Linked DNA regions of Mus musculus: all the other regions are linked to region 3. The links are chromatin contacts, called in public HiChIP or PLAC-seq and promoter capture Hi-C maps. All regions are on one chromosome and are shown on one strand. The core of a region is the stretch at or near the end of the contact, and the rest is flanking DNA. Distances in the headings are between cores, read along the strand shown.

Region 1 (2,822 bases), core at 199-2,698, 100 kb before region 3:
TGATTGATTCCTGGTCATCCTTTACAGTCAGCTTATCAGTCTGTCCTTGCCCTATTCATATTTCATTTCCAATCTAAAATGAGTTACTCCCCATTGCCACAAATGTCTCCTGTCATTTGCTTTTCCTTCATAGCATTCTTTGTGATTAAAGTTTTTTCTTTTTATGTGTATGGGTGTTTTGCTTGCGTGCATGTCTATGTATCATGTGTATTCAGTGCAGAGGCCAAAAGGAAAAAAAAAAAAATGTTGGGTGGTTGTAACCACCATGTGGGTCCTGGGGATCAAGCCTGAATCCTCTGATGGAGCCACCAGAGCGTTTAACCACTGAGCCATCTCTCTGGCCTCCATTCTTCACAATTGGTTATCACATATGTCCATGCCTACAACATAATTTTTTGTTTGCATTTGTTTGCATTTGTGTACACTTCTAAACCCAAGTGGAGGCAGGCAGGAGTTGTACTAGTTTATTCACCATTTTGTTTCTTTTTCTTTTTAAATTTAAGATCCTTTGTGTTGATTCCGTGTCTAGGACACAGTCGGTGCTTAGCAAGCATTCATTTGGCTGCATGAACAGGGACCCCAGGTTTCTAGGACTCCTTTTGTAGAGGCTGTAAAATTAACACAAATATCCTGTGTCTCTGAGGCTTATTTGTAGAGATCTGTAAGGCTGTTGAGTAATACACAAAGATAGACCAGATCTTTGTACTTACTTATGGAGGCTGTGGGTTATAGACACAGGTACCCCGTGTCTCTGTGACTTTGTTGTGGGGGCTACAGGGTGCCATCAGGCTTCTATACATCGCTTATAGAGACAGTGGGATATAGGCGAAGATGGCCTGAGTTTCTGTGACTCCCTGGAAGAGAGGCATGGATTATGAATACAGATCACTGCGGAGGCTTGGGGTGTAGACACAGACACTCTTACTTTGGTGGTGTAGCAGTGAGGGCACCAGCTGTGTACTTATTGTCAGTAGTAAGGACATGTGCAACCTGAAATGTTCAGATTGTGTCACTGAACCCTTGTCCTCAGCAATATGCCTGCAGGGTTCTGCTGCCACTGCTGCTGCCTCTGCTGCTTCGGTAGCAAAGCATAAGTTGTATTCACATAGCTCTGTGCAGCACATTGGGGGTGATAAAGGAATCTGTGGTCCTGATGAAGTACGAGGTGCATTTTAAAGAACAGAGCATCTCAGCAAGAAAAAGTCTTGTTTTTAGACCCATTTAGTTACAAGCAAGCACAATACAGTAAAGAATAACAGACCAGATCTGGGAAGCAGACTGTCAGCTTCTTGCCTTCAATAACACTACCTGTAGACCTAAAGGCAAAAGGCAGCCATGTGCCTGGGCCACACCCAGAAGCCAGACATTTAGTCCCAATATCTTCAGTGGCCATTGTAGTCACTGGGGAACAAAGGCTACTTAAACCTTTGAACGGTGGTTGGGTGGGGGCTTTCAGGGTGAGTGTACATCATTGGCCAGGGCCAGGGCACTGAAAATGTCTCATTAGCATAAGGAAGAATTCCAGGGAGTTTAACTGGGCTATGTAACCTCCTGGTGGGGTGGTAGGGTGGTGGGGGTAATGGGGTGGTGTGGGTGGATACTTGTGCCAGGACATACACATGACATGACCCTACTCCTGACAATCTCACGATGAGATTTCTGGGGTTTGGACATGCCTGGACCCAACTCTTGCTCTCAACCAGTTATACTCCCCCACTTATACTGCCCCTACCCACACCACCCCCGCCCCACTCAGGCTCTGGCCATGTTGGCAGTAGATGGATATACATCATCAACTGTTACAGTGTTACTGCGGTTTTGCTGACCTTTCCTGCCTAGGAACAGATTGCCTTCATTAGGTATCAGTTCTTAAAAATGTCCCAGTAAGGGCTGGTGAGATGGCTCAGTGGGTAAGAGCACTCGACTGCTCTTCCGAAGGTCTGAAGTTCAAATCCCAGCAACCACATGGTGGCTCACAACCACCCGTAATGAGATCTGATGCCCTCTTCTGGTGTGTCTGAAGACAACTACAGTGTACTTACATATAATAAATAAATAAATCTTTAAAAAAAAATTAATTAAAAAAAAATGTCCCAGTAAGTGAATGTGCTAAAATTATAAGTATGTCTAATCTTTTTGTCTGATAGATCCTGGATTTGAGCAATTTAAAATGGCAGAAAAGTTACATGGAAACTGGGTCAAACTGCACTTGGAGGAAAACCATTCAGACATTCTGCTTGGCCTGGGGACCAAAGTACTCAGGCATTACCTGGGTGCCCTGAAGACCCTGAGTCTGTCCCTGAGCACACAAGTGGCTCAATATGACATGTACTCCATGGCAGTGGGAACACTCATAGTTTTGGAGGTACACATGTTTGTATTCTCATGGTTTAGGTGTTAAATGGATTGTGCAACTCAGCCAAACATAAAGGTTTTGAATTTATATATCATTACTGCTGGGTATGGTGGTATATGTCTGTAATTCCCAAATTCAGTCTACTAAGATGGGAGAATGGCTACATCATGCCAGCCTGGGCTACAAAGATCCTATGTCTGAAAAGAAGAATGTCAGTGCAACACAGAAAATAGGAATGTTCTTTATTTTTCCATTGTGCACCCAGATTTAAGAGATTTCATGAAGTATTTGCATGAGGCAAATGGCTTCATTCAGCATTGCTATAAAAGATGAAAATATAAGTCAAGCTCTGCAGTTTTGGCAAGCAACTAAAATTAATTTTCCCTTGGGTCATTTTGTTGTTGCTCTTGTGTGAGCAGCAGGTTAGGATGGGTTGGGCTAATTCGAGTGGACTTTCCTATCCCTG
Region 2 (3,261 bases), core at 262-2,761, 85 kb after region 3:
AATCTGATTAGCTAATTAAGCTTTAAGAGTTTTGATTCTACCCAGGTAATGGGTATTGTGATGTGATGGCTGACTGTGGGGTATGTGGTAGCGAGAGCCAGCAGGCTGTCAGGAGCTCTTGAGCTTAGTTAGGCCCTGCCGGAGAACTGGTGGGTTCATTTTTAAAAAATACTTCCTGCAACACAAGGGATGCTCCCAAGGTAGCAAGAGGAGATACTACTGTACTTGGAGAAAGCATGACCCCTCTAAATCGTACCCACTTTCCCCATTTTGCTCTTCACCTCCACTCACCCCTGCATCCCCAGCAAGAGTGAGACATATGTAGCCTTTCTGCTCAGACTGGCAGGTTTTGTGGACATTCCATGTGTAGAGGAAGCCATAGGACTTCCCACCATTGCTATCTCCTACAAGAGAGGTGTCCCAGAAGGGAGACAGACAAGGACTCTTCTAGGACAAATGTGACCATAGCACCTTAGGCTGGGATGAGCATGAAGCAAAATGGGGTTGAGGTAGGGGCTGATAATGTGCCAGGGGAGAGAGCTGGCAAGACCTATGGTCACTTCTTCCCTATTCAGCAGAGTGGGCAGCCATCCCAGAAGGTGCACTAGTGTTACTGGGAACCAGGACAGCCCCTTGGGGTGGGCAGGGGAACAGGGCTGTGAAATTCCTGGTGGGCCCAAGCCGGGGAAGCAGTACAATCTGGATTCACCAGAGCCTTGAACTGTGAGAAAGAAGGTTTGTATGTTCTGGAGGCTCACTCCAGGCACTGGGGTCCTGAAGGGATCTTTGCCCTCTGGAGAATAAGAGACACCCTGTGTTTGTCCACAGTGTGAGGGAGGGCACCCCCTCCCACACCCAGGTCGAATGGTAGTCTTGGAAGGAATAGCCACACGGTGTGAAATCACTGTTTATTGGCTGTGATTCCCTCAGAGAGAAAATGTGAGGCCTCTGACATGCAGGAGGTGCAGGCACGAGGACAGACAGACAGGTAACACATGGGCTATTCTAAGCTCAGCGCCCGGTGCCCCATGCGCTAGGAACAGGATGCAGGATTGACTCAAGAGAGGGCCATCTGCTCAGAGCTGGCTTCTCAATTCATGAAAACCAGCCAGAGGCGCAGAGAATGGCCCAGGTGAGCAAGGTACTGTGGGCCGAGCATGCTTCATCTCTTTGGGCAGAGGGCATTCTGAATAGTATTGCAGTCTAATTGTTATGGCTTCTCTAAAGAGCTATGTAAGGTCATGAAGGTCAATGCTAAGCCACACACCTGGCCCAAAACTCATGGACACTTAATTCAGTTTTACTGTGGACAGGAAGGGTTATGGGAAGACCAGGCTGGCCTTTCTGTCAAGATAAAACTTACCAAATACAGACCTCATTTACCTGAGATTCAACATATTATGATGTAAATTAAACAAATATGAAGAACAATGGCTGCTGGCTGGGCAAAGGGGGAGTAGTTGGGTCATACTGCCCCTGGGCCACACACAGAACAAAACACCACAGCCCAAGCCCAGGAGCTTGCATTTACCGGCCACTGTCAGCCCTTCAGAGGAGGAATAGTGGAGAGGGTGGGACACTTGATTATGCGGCCCTCTGTCTGCTCTGCACGGGCGGGAATCACCAGAACCCAGGGCTTTTAGGAAGACGGGCATTTGGAGGGTAGGTGTCCAGGGGTAAAGCCAGGAAGATCCTAGGAGACTGCCTGCCCACATGAAGAGGACAGGAGGCCACCAGGGAGAGGTGGGATCAGGGAAAGATGGGACTCTGGAAAGTGCATTACAGACGATGTCAAGGGACTCCAAGTGTGTCTGAGACCACCCGCTCCAAATCTATTGCTGTGTTTCCTCTGGCCATGGAATTCTTAAGCCAAACCTTGCAGAGCAACAGAGAAAGAGACAGCTGGACAAAATATGCAAAGGCTGCTGGGGAAGACTAGGGTGGTAGCTCACAGACAGGAAGACAGAGCGAATGGTCCAGCAGGTCCAACAAGTCCAGAAACTGGGGCAATGGACTCAGGGAAGGGCTGGGGGCCCCAAGCACCCACTGCTCATTCCCCAAGTCCCACCCCACTATGGCTGTGCTCCTGAGTTTAGGCCCTGACTGGTAGCCACCCATCCAGGGGTGGTCAGGGCTGGCCCTCGGGGCCTGACCTTGGGCAGGCTCTGTGGGGATGGTGAACTTAAGATTAGTAAGGAGGGGTCCAACCACCCGAAGGCAAGGATGCACAGCACAGGGGCCTGAGGGTCACACCCTTGCCTGGTGGGGTCAGTGATGGCAGTATGGGGAGGGGTGGCCAGAGGCTCCCGAGGCGCGAGGGGGGACATGGGCAGGATAGATCTAGGACTATGGCTTATTTTTGCGGGGGTAGGGGGGCTGCATCTGCTCCCAACATCCCTTGTTGGGGGGAGACTCCGCGGGGGTCTGTACAGTGGGCAGGGCTCCTGGTGCTGACCCAATATCATTACTTCTTGAACATGTCCTGCAGTGGCCCAGGCAGGTACTTGATGACAGTGTCCAGGATGCTCTCATCTTCCTCCTCTGGCTCATCGCCACAGCCCGGTGGGATAGCCTTCTTGGGTCGAGTCAGGCTGCCTTCCGAGTTGGCCTCCATGGCTGCCTGAGCCTCAGCCTCACGCTCCTCCTTCTTCTTGATGCCATACTGTAAAGGAAAGGGCAGTCAAGGCGGGGCTTGCATACTTCCCTCCCCAGTCCCCAGCCTGGGTGGCACTGATGTAATACCAGAGAAGCCATGTCCTTCCTGCACTGAAGAAACCAACCAGCGTCTCTAAAAGGTGTTATTTATGGCTGAGGAAGACTCCAGCTAGGTTCCAGGCCCATCCTGCTCACCAGGGCTCCAACAGTGATCCCACTCAGGTTTTAGAAGAAACACACAGAAGATGGAACAATTAAGAGGTGCCTGAAGGACACATGGGATGTGAAAGAGAAAGAAAAAAAATCTGGGACTGCGTGGAGAGAAGTTGAAAGCGCTTACTGCTCCTCTGGAGTAACCCAAGTTTGATTTGCGGTGCCAACGTCAGGCAGTTTATAAATGTCTGTAACTCCAGCTCCAAGGAATTCAAAGCCTCGGACCACTTCAGGAACCTGTACTGACGTGCACATACCTACACCGTAGACACATGCCCTACATGTAATTATTAAAAAATAAATTTGAGGGATGCTACAAGGGAGGAACAGGAGCGGCAGGAGGGTGGAGAAAATCACAAAACATACTTTGTTTATAATGGCTTCTAACACAAT
Region 3 (3,230 bases), core at 553-3,052:
CAGAAGCAAGAGCCAGGAATCACGGAAGAACACTGCTTTCTTATAGGACCATCTGCCCACTGGGCTGGGCACTTCCACAAATTAACCATCAATTAAGAAAATGCTCCACAGACATGTCCACAAGCCAATCTGATAGACAAGTCCTCAACAGAGGCTCCCTCTTCCCGGGTGTCTAGTTTGTGTCAAGTTGACAAGAACTAACTAGCACCCCAGCTGGACACAAGGGCCTAGTCGTCCAGGCCTCCTTGAATAGTTCAGCTTTAGGTCACTTTCTAAGAACTAGAGAAGAATTATCAGTTGGGGGCACAAGACCCACGTTATTGTGAAGGCATCAACACCCATCCTCCTGTACTGGGCCCGAGCTGCTGACATAAGCAGAAGAGTGCAGATCAGAGCAGAGCAAGCTGCTTCCAGGAGGCTAGGCCACTCCAGGGATTACCCCGGCATCCCTGGAGCCCTAATTTGGCCTTACCACTGCACCTTCACATGCCCCAGCACTTCTCGCTTTGTCTGTGTGTCTGGTAATGATCATTAATTCCTTTGAAACTCCACCCACTGCACCCCACCCCCGACCCTCCCTACCCAAGGAAAAGCCAGGATGCAACCACAGAGCCGGTACCTAGAAGCAAACAGTAAAGAGAGAGGAAGCCACAGCATCACACAATGAAGCTTTATTCGTTCTCAACGACTAGAGAAAAGCAAGCTCGCTGACGCCTCACTTGAGAATGCTGTCATCTTGAGCTGAAAAGTGAGAAGAGACCATGTCAAACATTATACAGACTTGGGCCACCTTACGGGGACTTGGGCTTTAAACAATCAAGAATCTAATTCCAAGAGAACCCTAACTTCATTACTAAAACCATCCTTTGCATCCCCAACTGCCTTCTCCATCTGACTGGAATCCACAGGAAGTCAACACAGAGGGGTCAGAGAGCCTGCTCAGCAGTAACCTCTCGAAAGGCAATTTGCAGATGCTACCCAAGAGAAGGGGCAGTATGCCTCTCACACTCCACTGGGCTCCACGGAGGACAGCACTGGACAAAACAGTCATGGGATGAGAGGCAGCCCCTGGTCCACTAAGCAGCAGCTACTTCCAGAAAACTCGGGGGTGTTGGGAGAGGCTAAAAGCCATACCTTCCGCCAGTTCTCTCTCAATCCGTTTCAACTCATCTAGTCTCTTCTTTTCCTCCGCTGCTATTCTCCTCTCCTCCTCTGCCCGGGGTTTTAGGTAACCTGGGGGGGAGTGGAAGCAATTAACTTCTCTGAAAATGCTGCTTCGTGAAAAAGCCGACTCCAAAATCTCCAGATAGCTGTTCCCACCTGCCCCCCTCTAGGGCCTGGCATCATCTCCCTCCCAAGGAACTGCAGGCTCGAGCAGTGTCACACAGCCTTTCACCCGGAATCCCGTTCTCCCGGTCCCCAAACTCACTGTAGCGCTTGGCGCCGTATGCCATGCCGATGATCAGAGCGGAGTACCGGCCGAACTGCAGAAGAAAACATTATAGTAGAAGGCACACCGAGGGAACAAGGGGATCGCAGGGGTCGGACATCGAGGAGTACTGGGAGAGGGAGTACGGGGCGGGTGTGTGTGCAAGGGTTGCAGGGCCGGGATTGCTCGAGACCACAGCCAGCAGTCCCAAGGGTGGGCAATGCTAAGTCACGGGAGGGGAGGGGAAAGGGGGCATAGAGGAGCTTTGAGCACCGCGCAACAACGGGGATGAGGATTCACCTTGATGAGTGGAGAGACCTGAACCGGGGGCACCATTTTGTCCGTGACCTTCGCGCCGGAAGCTCAACTGAGGCGGAAGACAGAGAATGAAAGCCGCCTCCTGAAGCCAGAAAGGCGCATGCGCCGCAGTGAAAGCGCTGCCCCCTAGCGACTGGAGGATAGCCGAGCGTTCCCACGGGGCTGGTTACTACTCTCCAGGTAGGAAGTCTAGGCTGTTAGTGTAAGCTGGCTTCAAAAGGGTGGTGACACAGAGCCTCGTTACTTCAGCACCGGCGTGTAATGACTGACCAGCCCTGGAATCTGTCGCCCACCTGTTGTGGACTGGAGCACGCAAACAATCCCTTTATCTCTTGGAACAGACGAGCACACCTGGCCGACTCCAGCGGCCCATTGGGTGCGGTGGGTTTGGGCATGAGATTACAGAACTTGTATTGGCCCTTCCTGAGAGGTCAGCAACCTTCCAGGGCTTTCCTGCAATTTCCGGCATTGGACACATATGTCCTCCGACCAGTGTTTTCTCGCCCAGAGCTCCTAATTTCCATTGGGCTTTACAGGTAATGTTCATCCAAATGAGGCTAACCCCTGCATCTCCCTGCCCACACTCTCAGGACTACAGATCCTGAGTCCTATTGACCTCCTTTTCAGGCCTCATAGAGACTGACCATGGAGCACCCAGATTGCCAAACTTACCTTTCTGCAGTCCATGTCCCCAGAGTGGGTACCTCTCTAGCAGCCATGTCGGTCTAGACCAACCCTTTGTGATCCCTTTGGCAAACACTTATCTCCAAAAGTATTTACATTATGACCCATAACAGTAGCAAGATTACAGTTATAAAGTAGCAATGAAAATAATGTTATGTATGGGGAGGGTCACATAAGGAGCTGTATTAAAGGGTCACAGCATTAGGAAAGTTGAGCATCATTGGCCTGGGATGGGGCAAGATGGAGACAAGGTGATTATCAGCTGTGTCTATTGGCAAGCATCTTTGTGTACATCTGTCATAGTATAGATTGTAGCCACCCACTGAATGGCTGGCTTTACCCCAATGCCCCATAGTGACTTGAAATCTTCCTAAGGCTGTTGATTGAACCAGCCTCCTCAGTTTTGCATTGCACCAGGGCTTGGAAAGGTACACAGTCTGTAGGGATGGGGTATCTTTTCCTGACTCTTTATAGTCCATACTTATAAAGAGAACATAATTATGAATATAAAGTGGATAAAATGCAGCAATGAAAACTGCAGGACTCATAATAGGTACCCAGCTCTCCGGGGCCATCAGAAGAGGAACCATTGCCCTAGGCTCTGGAACTTTGCCTACATTTGATCTGGAGTCAAAGCCCTAGTTCTTCTCTGTTAGAATCCTAGAAATGTTCCTAAACTGAGACGAGAATTACCCAGGCCATGTGCCACAGGTGCTCCACATACTCTTACCTTGCCTTTGAGACGTTCCTCACTCCCATCCCTACCTGAGCCACAGTGAGATTCCTGCCCTCCTGCCAA

The links. Promoter capture Hi-C pulls out the DNA fragments that hold promoters and counts their contacts. HiChIP or PLAC-seq counts read pairs in DNA pulled down with a chosen protein or histone mark.
Region 1: a contact with region 3 is called in a promoter capture Hi-C map of embryonic stem cells. The contact joins the enhancer-like site here to the promoter of Atp5k in region 3. A contact is called at or near these places in 4 of 39 promoter capture datasets (the HPC-7 cell line, HPC-7-derived erythroid cells, cranial neural crest and 2 more), 5 of 115 datasets of contacts at active chromatin or transcription factors (the SCID.adh cell line, effector CD8 T cells, embryonic stem cells and 1 more) and 2 of 9 other capture datasets (adipose tissue and pancreatic islet).
Region 2: an H3K4me3 HiChIP or PLAC-seq map of embryonic stem cells shows a contact between it and region 3, with 16 read pairs. The contact joins the enhancer-like site here to the promoter of Atp5k in region 3. A contact is called at or near these places in 3 of 39 promoter capture datasets (embryonic stem cells, liver and macrophages), 1 of 484 Hi-C or Micro-C datasets (nephron progenitors), 2 of 115 datasets of contacts at active chromatin or transcription factors (both in embryonic stem cells) and 2 of 9 other capture datasets (embryonic stem cells and pancreatic islet).

What each region holds. Positions count from the first base shown.
Region 1 is chr5:108,329,828-108,332,649 of GRCm38.p6, forward strand. Pigg (phosphatidylinositol glycan anchor biosynthesis, class G) reads left to right here. Exons shown (of 13, transcript NM_001310689.2): 7 at 2,148-2,365. Among named protein-coding and RNA genes, the nearest start is that of Pigg, 18 kb to the left of the region's middle. Within about 2 kb of position 1,449, at least 5 of the 459 cell types and tissues checked have an H3K27ac peak or open chromatin away from gene starts, as enhancers often do. A contact at or near this core is called in embryonic stem cells, where this site is marked.
Region 2 is chr5:108,517,665-108,520,925 of GRCm38.p6, forward strand. Cplx1 (complexin 1) reads right to left here. Exons shown (of 4, transcript NM_007756.3): 4 at 890-2,662. The coding sequence ends at 2,465. Among named protein-coding and RNA genes, the nearest start is that of Cplx1, 31 kb to the right of the region's middle. Within about 2 kb of position 1,512, at least 8 of the 459 cell types and tissues checked have an H3K27ac peak or open chromatin away from gene starts, as enhancers often do. A contact at or near this core is called in embryonic stem cells, where this site is marked.
Region 3 is chr5:108,432,597-108,435,826 of GRCm38.p6, forward strand. It overlaps Atp5k (ATP synthase, H+ transporting, mitochondrial F1F0 complex, subunit E), which reads right to left and starts at 1,803. Exons shown (of 4, transcript NM_007507.3): 1 at 1,730-1,803; 2 at 1,430-1,484; 3 at 1,135-1,233; 4 at 650-741. The coding sequence starts at 1,765. The coding sequence ends at 716. Gm34319 (a long non-coding RNA gene) reads left to right here and starts at 1,805. Exons shown (of 3, transcript XR_003955776.1): 1 at 1,805-1,927.